2 separate regions of the Gasterosteus aculeatus genome follow, and region 1 is linked to region 2. A link is a contact called in public Hi-C data. All regions are on one chromosome and are shown on one strand. Each heading gives the region's core, a stretch centred on a gene start, on an enhancer-like site or on the middle of the called end of the contact. The rest is flanking DNA. Distances are from core to core; before and after follow the strand shown.

The links. A called contact is a pair of places that touch in the nucleus more often than the background predicts.
Region 1: a contact with region 2 is called in a Hi-C map of skeletal muscle, with 2.7 times the contacts expected there. The contact joins two enhancer-like sites. A contact is called at or near these places in 2 of 6 Hi-C or Micro-C datasets (skeletal muscle and tail fin).

What each region holds. Positions count from the first base shown.
Region 1 is chr8:2,599,637-2,604,890 of fGasAcu3.hap1.1, reverse strand. LOC120823689 (epidermal growth factor receptor substrate 15-like 1) reads left to right here. Exons shown (of 26, transcript XM_078107994.1): 4 at 361-408; 5 at 686-781; 6 at 880-948; 7 at 1,351-1,476; 8 at 1,667-1,726; 9 at 1,843-2,085; 10 at 2,302-2,459; 11 at 3,240-3,396; 12 at 3,672-3,734; 13 at 4,709-4,794. Among protein-coding and RNA genes, the nearest start is that of LOC120823689, 4.1 kb to the left of the region's middle. Within about 2 kb of position 2,055, at least 1 of the 9 cell types and tissues checked has open chromatin away from gene starts, as enhancers often do.
Region 2 is chr8:2,444,299-2,449,499 of fGasAcu3.hap1.1, reverse strand. No RefSeq gene overlaps it. Among protein-coding and RNA genes, the nearest start is that of kdm4aa, 19 kb to the right of the region's middle. Within about 2 kb of position 2,854, at least 7 of the 9 cell types and tissues checked have open chromatin away from gene starts, as enhancers often do.

The DNA.
Region 1 (5,254 bases), core at 806-3,305, 160 kb before region 2:
TCTGTCCTGAATGCTCCTTTGTCCCCTGACCTAAATGCAGCGTTTTGTTAGTGTCCGGATCGCCTCCTCAACCTTCATTTATTCAAGCTTTCTGACTGCTGATGAATGTTCCCCAAGTCGAAATGGGGTTCTCTTGGGTGGCGTCGTAACCGATGGGTCCGAAGCAGCTGTAGCTTCATCACCTCCACACTTCATGAAACCTCCCCTGAGTTCACTAACTTAATGGGAAACGAAAGGGGGCAGTTTGATAGAAAAACACTCAATGATTTTTCAACCTACTTAGCAAGTAAGACTCAATAAACACAGGATCCCTTCGTTAGGTCTCATTCAGTCTTTAATGCTCTGTGTTTGTGTTTTCAGATTTGGGATTTGGCCGATCCTGATGGCAAAGGCTATCTGGACAAACAGGTAGGGACGTCTTAAATGTACTCTGTGTACTTCTATAAGAGAAGAGAAACCGACTGGATGCAATTATGCAGAAGGACTTGATGACAACATCATCTCATCAAGTTGATCTTATAAAATAACCCCAGTTGGAATTATGTTCAAATAGAAACAAGGGAACAGCAGACAGGAAACTCTTCAGATTATATATATATTTTCTTCAGTAGCTGTATTAATGTGTCATGCCTTTTAGCAGCGGCTCAGAGCGACTTGAAGGCCTGTGCTGTGTTTTCTCTCTCAGGGCTTTCACGTAGCTCTGCGGCTGGTGGCTTGTGCCCAGAGCGGTCAGGAAGTCAGTCTGTCCAGCCTCAACCTCACAATCCCTCCTCCCAAGTTTGTGAGTATGATGTTATCATGACGGCTAAAAGCCATTTAACGTTTTAGTTTCTATAGTTCTATATTCATGTTCCCTATTTATGGTTCCTCTGATTTCAGAAGGACAGCAGCAGTCCATCTCTAAGCAGCACAGCATCCGCCTCCGGCGATTTACACTGGGCTGTTAGGGTGTGTTGAGACACACACACACACACACACACACACACACACACACAGTCATTAGAGTCATTGACTCATAGAAGACAAAGGAGAACTAAATTGCATTTCCTAAGCTCTGTTTATTTTTGCGAGTCCGAAAGACCATTTTACAACAAATTATATTTATTATTAATTAAAGTACGAATACGTGTACCGTTTTCTGAAGTTTGTTGTTTACACTGTAAAATGTCCCGCTTGCCACATGAACTGTTTTTAATTGAACCATTATAGTACCTCGTATTCAATGTGGAGGAAACCAATCATTGTGTGCGTTCGCTTGAGCTCTTCCGTCAGGTCCAAAGAACGGCTCAGTCAGTCTAACGATGTTTGAATCCGTCTTTCTACACAACTCCCGCGTGTTCTCCTTTGCAGCACGAGGAGAAGAGTAAATTTGATGGGATCTTTGAGAGTTTGGCTCCAGTCAATGGCCTGCTGTCGGGGGAGAAGGTGAAACCAGTGCTCATCAACTCCAAGCTACCCCTGGATATCCTCGGGAAGGTGTGGACTAGCTTTTGTTTTAAGGTTTTGAATTAGGCTAGTTGGTTCCTCGACTAAAGATCAAACTATTCGAGCCAGAATGAGATGTGTCCTGCAGGTGAAGCGGTTTTGTGGTAACGACACCGACAATCTGTGATTGTCCCGCCTCTTCATTTCTCTGCCTGGCCTTGTGTGTGTTACTTGCTGCCAGGTTTGGGACCTGAGTGACATTGATAAAGATGGCCACCTGGACAGGGACGAGTTCGCAGTGGTGAGCTCCTTCTTCTTCCTAGTCCCCCCGTTATGATTCCCCATGGCCTGAGAATATACAACGTGTTCACACCTGGAGCAGTGAGTGTGCATTGACGGCAGCGTGCGCTTCCCCAGGCCATGCACCTGGTGTACCGGGCCCTGGAGAAGGAGCCCGTCCCCGCGCTCCTGCCCTCTGCCCTCATCCCTCTATCTAAGAGGAAGAAGAGTCTGGGCTCGGTGGCCGGCTCAATGCCTGGGCTCCCTGCAAGCCCCCCACCCCCGAAAGACTCGCTACGCTCCACACCCTCCCACGGCAGCATGAACTCCCTCAACAGCACCGGCAGCCTGTCGCCCAAACACTCCCTCAAGTCTGGACAGGTGATTACTGACACGCCCACATCAGTAAAAACACAAACTGCGCTCATGCACTCATGTGTTTTTGAACCTTTGATCTGACACATTGAAATACCACTGAGGTTTATGACTCTGAGCTGTGACAACGATCTCCGGTGAAGAACCATCTGACCGGTAACGGATCTCTGTAGAACTAACCTTTTATCAAGAGAGAAATGCATCCCTCCGTCTCTGTCTCAGCATTCGTTGAACTGGGTGGTCCCAGTGTCGGACCGCGGGCGCTATGACGATATCTTCCTGAAGACCGACGCTGATCTGGACGGTTTTGTCAGCGGGAATGAAGTGAAGGATATCTTCATGCATTCTGGACTGTCTCAGAATGCCCTGGCCCACATATGGTAAGCTCACCCATGTTCCATTCCTGACCGTTACGCAAGTGGCCATGTGTTCTCGCCGGTTAAGGGGGTTTTCACAACCTGGCAACCCGACAGTTTGCTCAAAATGGGTCATTAAACTCTATTAAATAAATAACCATTGATAGTTTGGAAAGTGGTACCATTAGAATCAAGGCTGTCAGAAATGCTTCACAAAGGAAAAGCCATTTACTGTTGGAAATCAATCCCCTGTGCTAAAATGTTCAATCCTCAACAGGTCCAAGTTCAAATCTAACACCCTCTCAGTTTATGAACCATGTCGCACTACGTGAGCACAGCTATCGGCTTTCCAAGTGCTTCGTGCAAATGTGTCTGCTGACCAGCTGCGCTGGTTCAGATGACCGAGGCCCGGCCGTCCTACGTGAAAATCTTCAAATCTTCAGTGCTTTCAGCTGTTTTCTTGCGTACAGCCTGTCTTTGTAGCTCCGGAGAACTGTGGATCTGGTGTTCTGATCATTAACAGATGTTTTTAGGAAACAGATTACTGGGAGCAAATTGAGGAAATACAGCAGGACGTCAGACCAATAAATGTGCCTTTGGTGACTATGAATAAGCAAGCAAGTGAATTGGGTTTGATTTGCTTCCAAATCATAATATATTTATTCAAAGTAAGCAAGAGTTTTGGTAAACTTGTTTGTTTTATTTGATTCCTTGCTAATGCTTTCTTGAGGTGACCTTTTTGTTGGTCCAGCTGTGCTTGTGTAATGGGTTGACCCATGTGTGTGCCCCCCCCCCCCCCTGCAGGGCTCTGGCAGACACCAGGCAGATCGGCAAGCTGACCCGGGAGCAGTTTGCCCTCGCCATGTATCTCATCCAGCAGAAAGTCAGCAAAGGCGTCGACCCCCCACAGGCCCTGACCGCCGACATGATCCCCCCCTCAGAGAGAGGCACTCCTGTACCTGTGGGTCCCGTGCACACACCCCGTGCATCGCCACTGCTGCTTTTTATCGCCTTTTTTATTATATTTGTCCCATATTTTGCTCCACAACTTGTGCACCCCTCGAACGTCAAACCACAAAATACAAAATTGGTCGACGCACACACGCAAGGGGCTCTTGCGTGTTCGTGTCCCTGCGTTTCTCTGAAAACGCATAACCACAAACTAGGCTTTAGCTACACGTCACATACAACATGCACATCATTGTTGTCTCTGAGGTCATTTCTCCATGTCTGCAGACTCTGTCAGGATACATGACCCCAGTGGGATCTGAGATGGCGGCTCTGTCTGAGATGAGAAGGGTGAGTCCATACGTCCCTTCTCCTCCTCACACTTCTGCTGCTCTTGGCATATTATCTTGAAATTATACCAATTTCCAGATATGCAAAAGACCTACCAGCGGGGTTTAAAATGTGAATGTAAAGCTGGAGGAGCGGTGAATCCATATACTGTGCGTTGTAAATGTGTTTGCCCGCTTGGTGTTTTTCTAGTTTCATTCTTAAATTCAAAGTAATCTACCGGTATATAGGATTTAAGTGCAGTTTTTATTAGTTTAATATGGGAAGAATTTCTTCAATATTTACTTTTGAGCAGTTGCCTCACATTAAATCCAAATAAATATCCATTTAGATTCTGCTTTGTAGTTGAACACAATGGGAATAACCCCAAAGGGGAGCCTGTATAGAAGATATGTAGGGTTAACTCCTGTTTGCTGCTGTCGATGTGTCTAACGGCCCTCTTCCTCCTCTCTCAGGCCATAATGTTGAAGTTGTGGGTAGGTAACATGGACCTGCAGGGTAGTAAACGGAATGCTGTCACAGTTACGGGAAAGCATTTGACTTTCCTCTCCATTCCAGTGCAGTGACATGGTCTCTCCCTGTCGACCGATCAAGGGAAGATTCGAGATCTCTTTCAGATCGCAGCGGTTTCTGTTTGATCAAGAGCACAACATATGCGCTCAAACAAAGTAGTGGAACATTGTTGGAAACCACCTTCATGAAAACCTTTGTGTTTTCTAATGAATTCTATACTTGGAACAGCAAAATCCGGAATCTTTCCTTTAGTCGGCAGTTTATCCTCCCCCCCCCCTCCCCCCTACATGTTGGTGACGACCCCGTCCCGCTCACTGACACGACCTCTGTGCTGCTCCTCTTCTCTTCCTCCTCTTTGCCTTCGGCCTGGTTCACACCATGGCTCCGTTTGTTTATCCCACTGCACTTCTCCCCCAAAATAGCCGTCACTTTGCCAACCTGTCTTTGTCTCCGTCCCTCTCCAGGACAGCTCGAGTTCGGTCGGGTCAGGGGAGTTCACTGGCATCAAAGAGCTGGATGACATCAGCCAGGAGATCGCGCAGCTGCAGAGGTAACGAACGAATGGCTGATACACAAGGAAACTACTTTTATTTTAAGTATCAGAGTAGCACTTATATATTGCCTCAATGCAGCTCACATGCACTAAAAGCAAACCAATCAAGGAGAGAAGCTCTGGTCAAACTGATTAAACACACACAGAGGAAAACCTTATATCTCGACTTGTATATTGTTTTGTATTAATGTTATAAATCTAATATTGTGCCGATATAATAATCCTACTAAGGTGGACCATAAAGGTTGCTGCACACAAAAGACCAGATGGTTAAATAGACGTTTTGCTTGCTTATTTAGTCCCCGTTCTTAAAATGTACTATCATTGTTAGGTTGTCAAATGAGAGCGTCTCATGTAATGTTACATCCCCAAAGACTAAAAGGTAAATGCCTTTTAACTACAGTGTGGTTTGTTTTACATGACGACAGGAAACAGAAGTGCTCATTTCAATCTCTCA
Region 2 (5,201 bases), core at 1,605-4,104:
GCTGACACAATCACACAGCAGTCTTTGAGCTGAATCTCTATGTTTGCCTGCCAAAACAGAGGAAATTAATGAAAGCTTTTATTCAGACTTTAACAGGTGGATCCTAGGCAATAACCTACTGTGATGCCTTATTGTCATAGATTTGTGCTGATATTACAATATCAATAAATTGTACTTACAATGTGTTTGTACCCAAATCACTCAATTAAGTTTATGGTCTGAAGATGTCTTCAATACAGCAGGATGTCCATTGAGTCACTCTGGTTGCATAAATCAATTGGCGGCAGTAACAATGCTAATCTTTAAAACGCAAGTCTGCAAACCAATGAGTGACAGTTCACTGGAACTACTTCCACTTTTAAAACAGAGTCACTGGCCTTTGCAGAGATCCAAACCAAAACCTGTGCTCACTGACCGCATCTGCCAACTCACTAACATTTTTCACATTTCTGGTTGTGTTTGGATTTTTCAAGTGCCAACCAATATGTTAACTCTGAACTTTAGAGGTGTTTATGTGTTTCTTTTTACTTTGGAATGAGCCAGGCTTGCTTTTGATGGAGAAAAAGCTCAGTGTGTCTCAGCTCAGCATTAACAAAGAGAAATGCCTGTTGTGGTAAATTAGGACTTACTAGGTATTAATGTGCTAACGTAATAATGTGCTGTAACCTCTCTCATTTCTGATGATCCATTCACACACACATTCATACACTGAGAGCATATTACTGTCACAACATCTTATCAGCAGATAATCAAACCATTTGGGCTTCAGTATCTTCAGGCCTGGTTCCTTTATTTCCTATAAGATATTAAACACACGTACACAAAGCATTCATTTTTCCACCATAGCACAACATTAAACCCTTTAAGCTCCGCCCACCCTCACCCACACAAGTGCAAGACCCCCTGCTTCCACCCATTTTGTCCTTTTAATAAGAACTGCCAGCAAAAGTGCTCCCCTCACTCAGCAGCCACCGCGTCCCTGTGGCATCTTGTGTGTTGTGTGTATGAGAGCGAGTGTGTGGTACTGTTGGGGGTCTCGCCTCGGGCCACATTACAGCTCCCCATCACAAGTGATCCCGTGGTAATAGCAGGCCTCACCAGAAGCCAACGGCAGCACCCCTCGGATGATGTCTCCATTGATCCGGTGCTATTTTGAGAAAGCCGCAGTCCCCCCCCGTCCCACCCCGTCCCACCCCGTCCCACCCCGTCCCACTCGTCTCCGTCTTTACAAGGTGCCATTAGTTGAGGTCGGGCCTGTGAGGTGACTGTGGCCCGGGCTGGAAGTGGATCCGGGGCATCATTAAGATCAAAATGCCTGGGGTTAATTGAAGGCCGTTGCTCCTGGTTTGGGTTTCACAATGAGCCACTGCAGGGCTGGTGAGGATTTGTGGTTCGACTCTCAGCAACCAATTCTCCGGAGTTTATTTTTAAACCTATGCCAAACCAACAGCAAGACAATTGCTACTATCTTTTTCCCCTCAGAGAAATCTGCTCACCAAATGGTGTCACCCCCCCTCACAGCAGGGCAGCAGATAAAACCTGATTTTTTCAGGTTCCACTTTGTCATCTCTGCACATCAGGTTTGTTAAAACAGTACTAAATTAGGTGGAGGGGAAGACCTGAGTTCTTTTAAGGTCTACTTAGTTCTGGAAGATCTAGAGGGAGGGCTCATTTACCGATCCTAAGAGACTGATGTTCTGTCTGACGTCAACATGGGAAACCACTCACACATTTCGATCAACAGTAGAAAAAAATGCCTTTATCATCATTTTTTCCCCCGACTCTAGTTCTGCCAGGGGACACGTACTGTTCAGTTGCATAAGAAACACAACACTTATTTTTGCATGTTTGAGTTGAAGTTATTATTATATGGTTCTTATAAGATCGGAGACCATCCATGATACAGGGTACAGTGATATTAGGCCTTGGTCCCTTTAACTTCCCGCTCTTCCCTTTGGTAGAGCACATTTAAAGTTACTATATATTGTTGAAAAATGTGCTGTACTCTCACTTAACCCGTCTGAGTCATCTCTGCTGCTTGGTTCAGCTCTGATATTGTACAAAATATTATTTTGGATTGTTGTTATCTAAAAAAGCTACATGAGGACTTACCATCCAAACCAGGAAAAGCTGTTTTGATGTTACAGAGAGATAATACGTTTGAGTGGTCGTGGTGCTAGTTGTTCTTGTGGTTTGTCACATACTTGTGTGTGGTTTAACTGTCTTGTTTTACCAGTCCGCTATATTTGATTGTACGGCAGCTGGGTCTACTTTTTTGCATTGGTGTGAATGCATATGAATTTGTTTGGATACGTTCAGGAAGTTGTGTAGCAGAGTGACATTATGGAACATCAGACACAACCCGAGACAAGAGTTTACAATGGACTCGATCCCTCAGAAAGCTCAGGATGTGGTGTTGCATCCCACAGTCTGTTCCCCAGCAGATCCTTCCGTCTTTTGATTCAGGGGGGAAGAGTTTTTTTGTTTAGACGGCCTGGAGCAGAGAGAGCGCTGGACCTGCAGCAGCTATTTAGAGCTGGTCAGCAGTTGGTAATCTCATGTCATTACGCTTCATTCTGTTGACTCTCTACAGCTGATAAAGCTCATCAATGGATCTAACAAAATTGACTAGTAATCTGAAACTTTCTGGTTTATAAAAGGACAACCAGGGAGCCTAGCTGTTATTTAATGTAATTTTGATTTAATTAAAGTTGATCATTACTGTTCTTCTGGATTGTCTTGCTTCCATCAGGGTTCATTACATGTTCTAGAACAACAGAGTAACAGTGACGGTTTATATTGCCCCACTACCATTGTCTCCATTCCTTTGACAACAGTGCATCCCCATGGCATCATCTGTCATGGCGCATGCACATTCACACAAATACAAGAGAGACACCTGCAGCACAACAGAGGAACTGAGAGCTCTGTACATTTCAATTCAGCCTCATGAACTCATCCGTGTTGACTAAGTGGTGTAAGAAACACTCTATTTCTTACCTGGAAGCCAGAGATGGAGCACGGGATCCTAAACTTGACACATGTAAACCCTCCTTGTCCTTCTCACTGGGCCGGCCGAATTGGGCCATTATAAGATTCGCAACATGGCTCTTCACTTATCCAACTGACTTTACTGTTCCAACAGACAGAACCAATATCCAATAATGTTTCATTGTGTAATCACTGTTTTAATCACTGAGAGTGAGTAAAGCTGGAAGCCTTCATGGTCACTGACTGGTGACGGTGGGCTGGGTGGGCCCCCCAGTGGTGTGTCAGTAGTGTGTGTGGTGACGGTGACATAAAACCACCAGATGCATTTGTGCTCTGAACCACCTGAGTGGAAAGGAAGTTGTGTCGGTAGATGTGGATTATATTGCTCTAGCTCATGCATGTTCCGTCTCAAGAAGAAAGAACAAACATTTGTTTAATTTTAATAGTAAGAGACAAACAAATCAAGGAAAGATACTTGAGGACGTGGGATGATAGTCTTGATGGAGATATTTTGGCGCTTAAATGGCTACTGGGAGATCTGTGATCGAGGGGAGTCTGCCCTGAACCGCTGTAAGCAATACCCCCCATGGACTCCACTCGCTGGTGGCGGTGGCTGAAGACCCTGGTGATGCTGATAGGCTAAGACTGGTATATCTGTAAAGACTAGGCGATGTTGGTGAAGGCCAGTGGTGTGTGTGTAACATACAAAAGAGAATATTATTTAGAAGAAGACAATAGCAATGCAAAACGATATAGCTGTGCCCCGGAACTGCTTACAATTTAACTCCAACAAAACCTTAAGTCATATTAACCTAACATTGAAACTCAATATGTTTGTTTGCGCTTCCTGTAATGAAGGAGCTTGTCGATCCTTTATAGTTAGATGTGGACTTGATCTCAGGCCTTTTGCAGGCTGAAAGGATGAAATGTTCCATCAAAGAGGCGAGATGTGGCTGGAAGAATGCTTGTGACAAAATGGACATCAAGGGTTCCACGGTTGCTATGTTTTCAGGTGCGGTGACTCCCAGAGTAAATAATTTCAACCAAAACAAAGCCTCAGACGGTCCAGAAAGGCTTCTCCACCATTCAGTTTGACGGTTAATTGCCTCTACTAATGTCTTGTTATCAAACTCTTCCAGCGAGCCGGTCCACGGATCAAAACTCTGCCTTAAAGGAGATATTGATGCGCGTCTTATCCGCTCACAGATGCAGAGAAATAATACAACTAAAAGATCTTGTCACAATCCTCCAACACGGGGGTCGTCGTGGCGCAGGGGTTAGAGAAGGTGTGCTGGGAAGCACAAGGTTGGTGATTCGAGTCCTGGCTGCCCCATGTTCCATGTCGAAGTGTCCCTGAGCAAGACACCTAACCCCTAATTGCTCCCCGGGCAAAAATGTGAAAAAGCCATGGGTTTAAAGTGTAATGTAAGTCGCTTTGGATAAAAGCGTCTGCTAAATGACCTGTAATGTAATGTAACAAGAAACTGTTCCATGTGCCACCTCAGTCAACCTCCATCCAGCCAGAATCTTCAGTTGCTGCCTCCACCTGGAAATTGCGGTAGAAAGCTGCAACCACCACCTACAGCAACCTGCATTTGCCACTTTCACTTGCAAGTTGATAGCAGTCAACTGCTACTGAAATCTCCATCTACCACCTCCACATACAGCTCAGATTGCAGCCTTCTGCCAGATTTTGTAGCCCCTGCCTCCACCTGCACATTCTGGTAGACCGGTGTAATCCAACTTGAGCAACATGAAACCCCCCGCCTCCACCTAAAGATGAAGAAACTGCCATCTGCTTCCAGCTCCTGATAGAAAGCTGCTACCACAACCTCTACCTACTCCATCTGCAGGTTAATAGCAGACAGCAGTAACTTAACAACATCCAGGTGATGCCTTCAGCCGCAGGTTGACTGCAGACAGCTATAACCCAAATCCCCATCTACAGCCTTTGCTTGCCACCTCCATCAACCTCTACATTACAGGTCGTTTAGCCCTCTCTACCCCTACGCCACAACAACCCCTCTAACAGTAACCTGCAGTTTATGCCTCCAGCTGCAGGTTGCTACTAGACATCTCCAACCTAAATCTCCACCTATGGTTTCCACCACCAACCTGAAGATACTGCCTCTATCGAAGGTTGAGGTTGGATTCTTCTGCGGGGATCTGTGGCCTCCCCATTCTGGTAGAAATTTAAAACCTTAACCTAC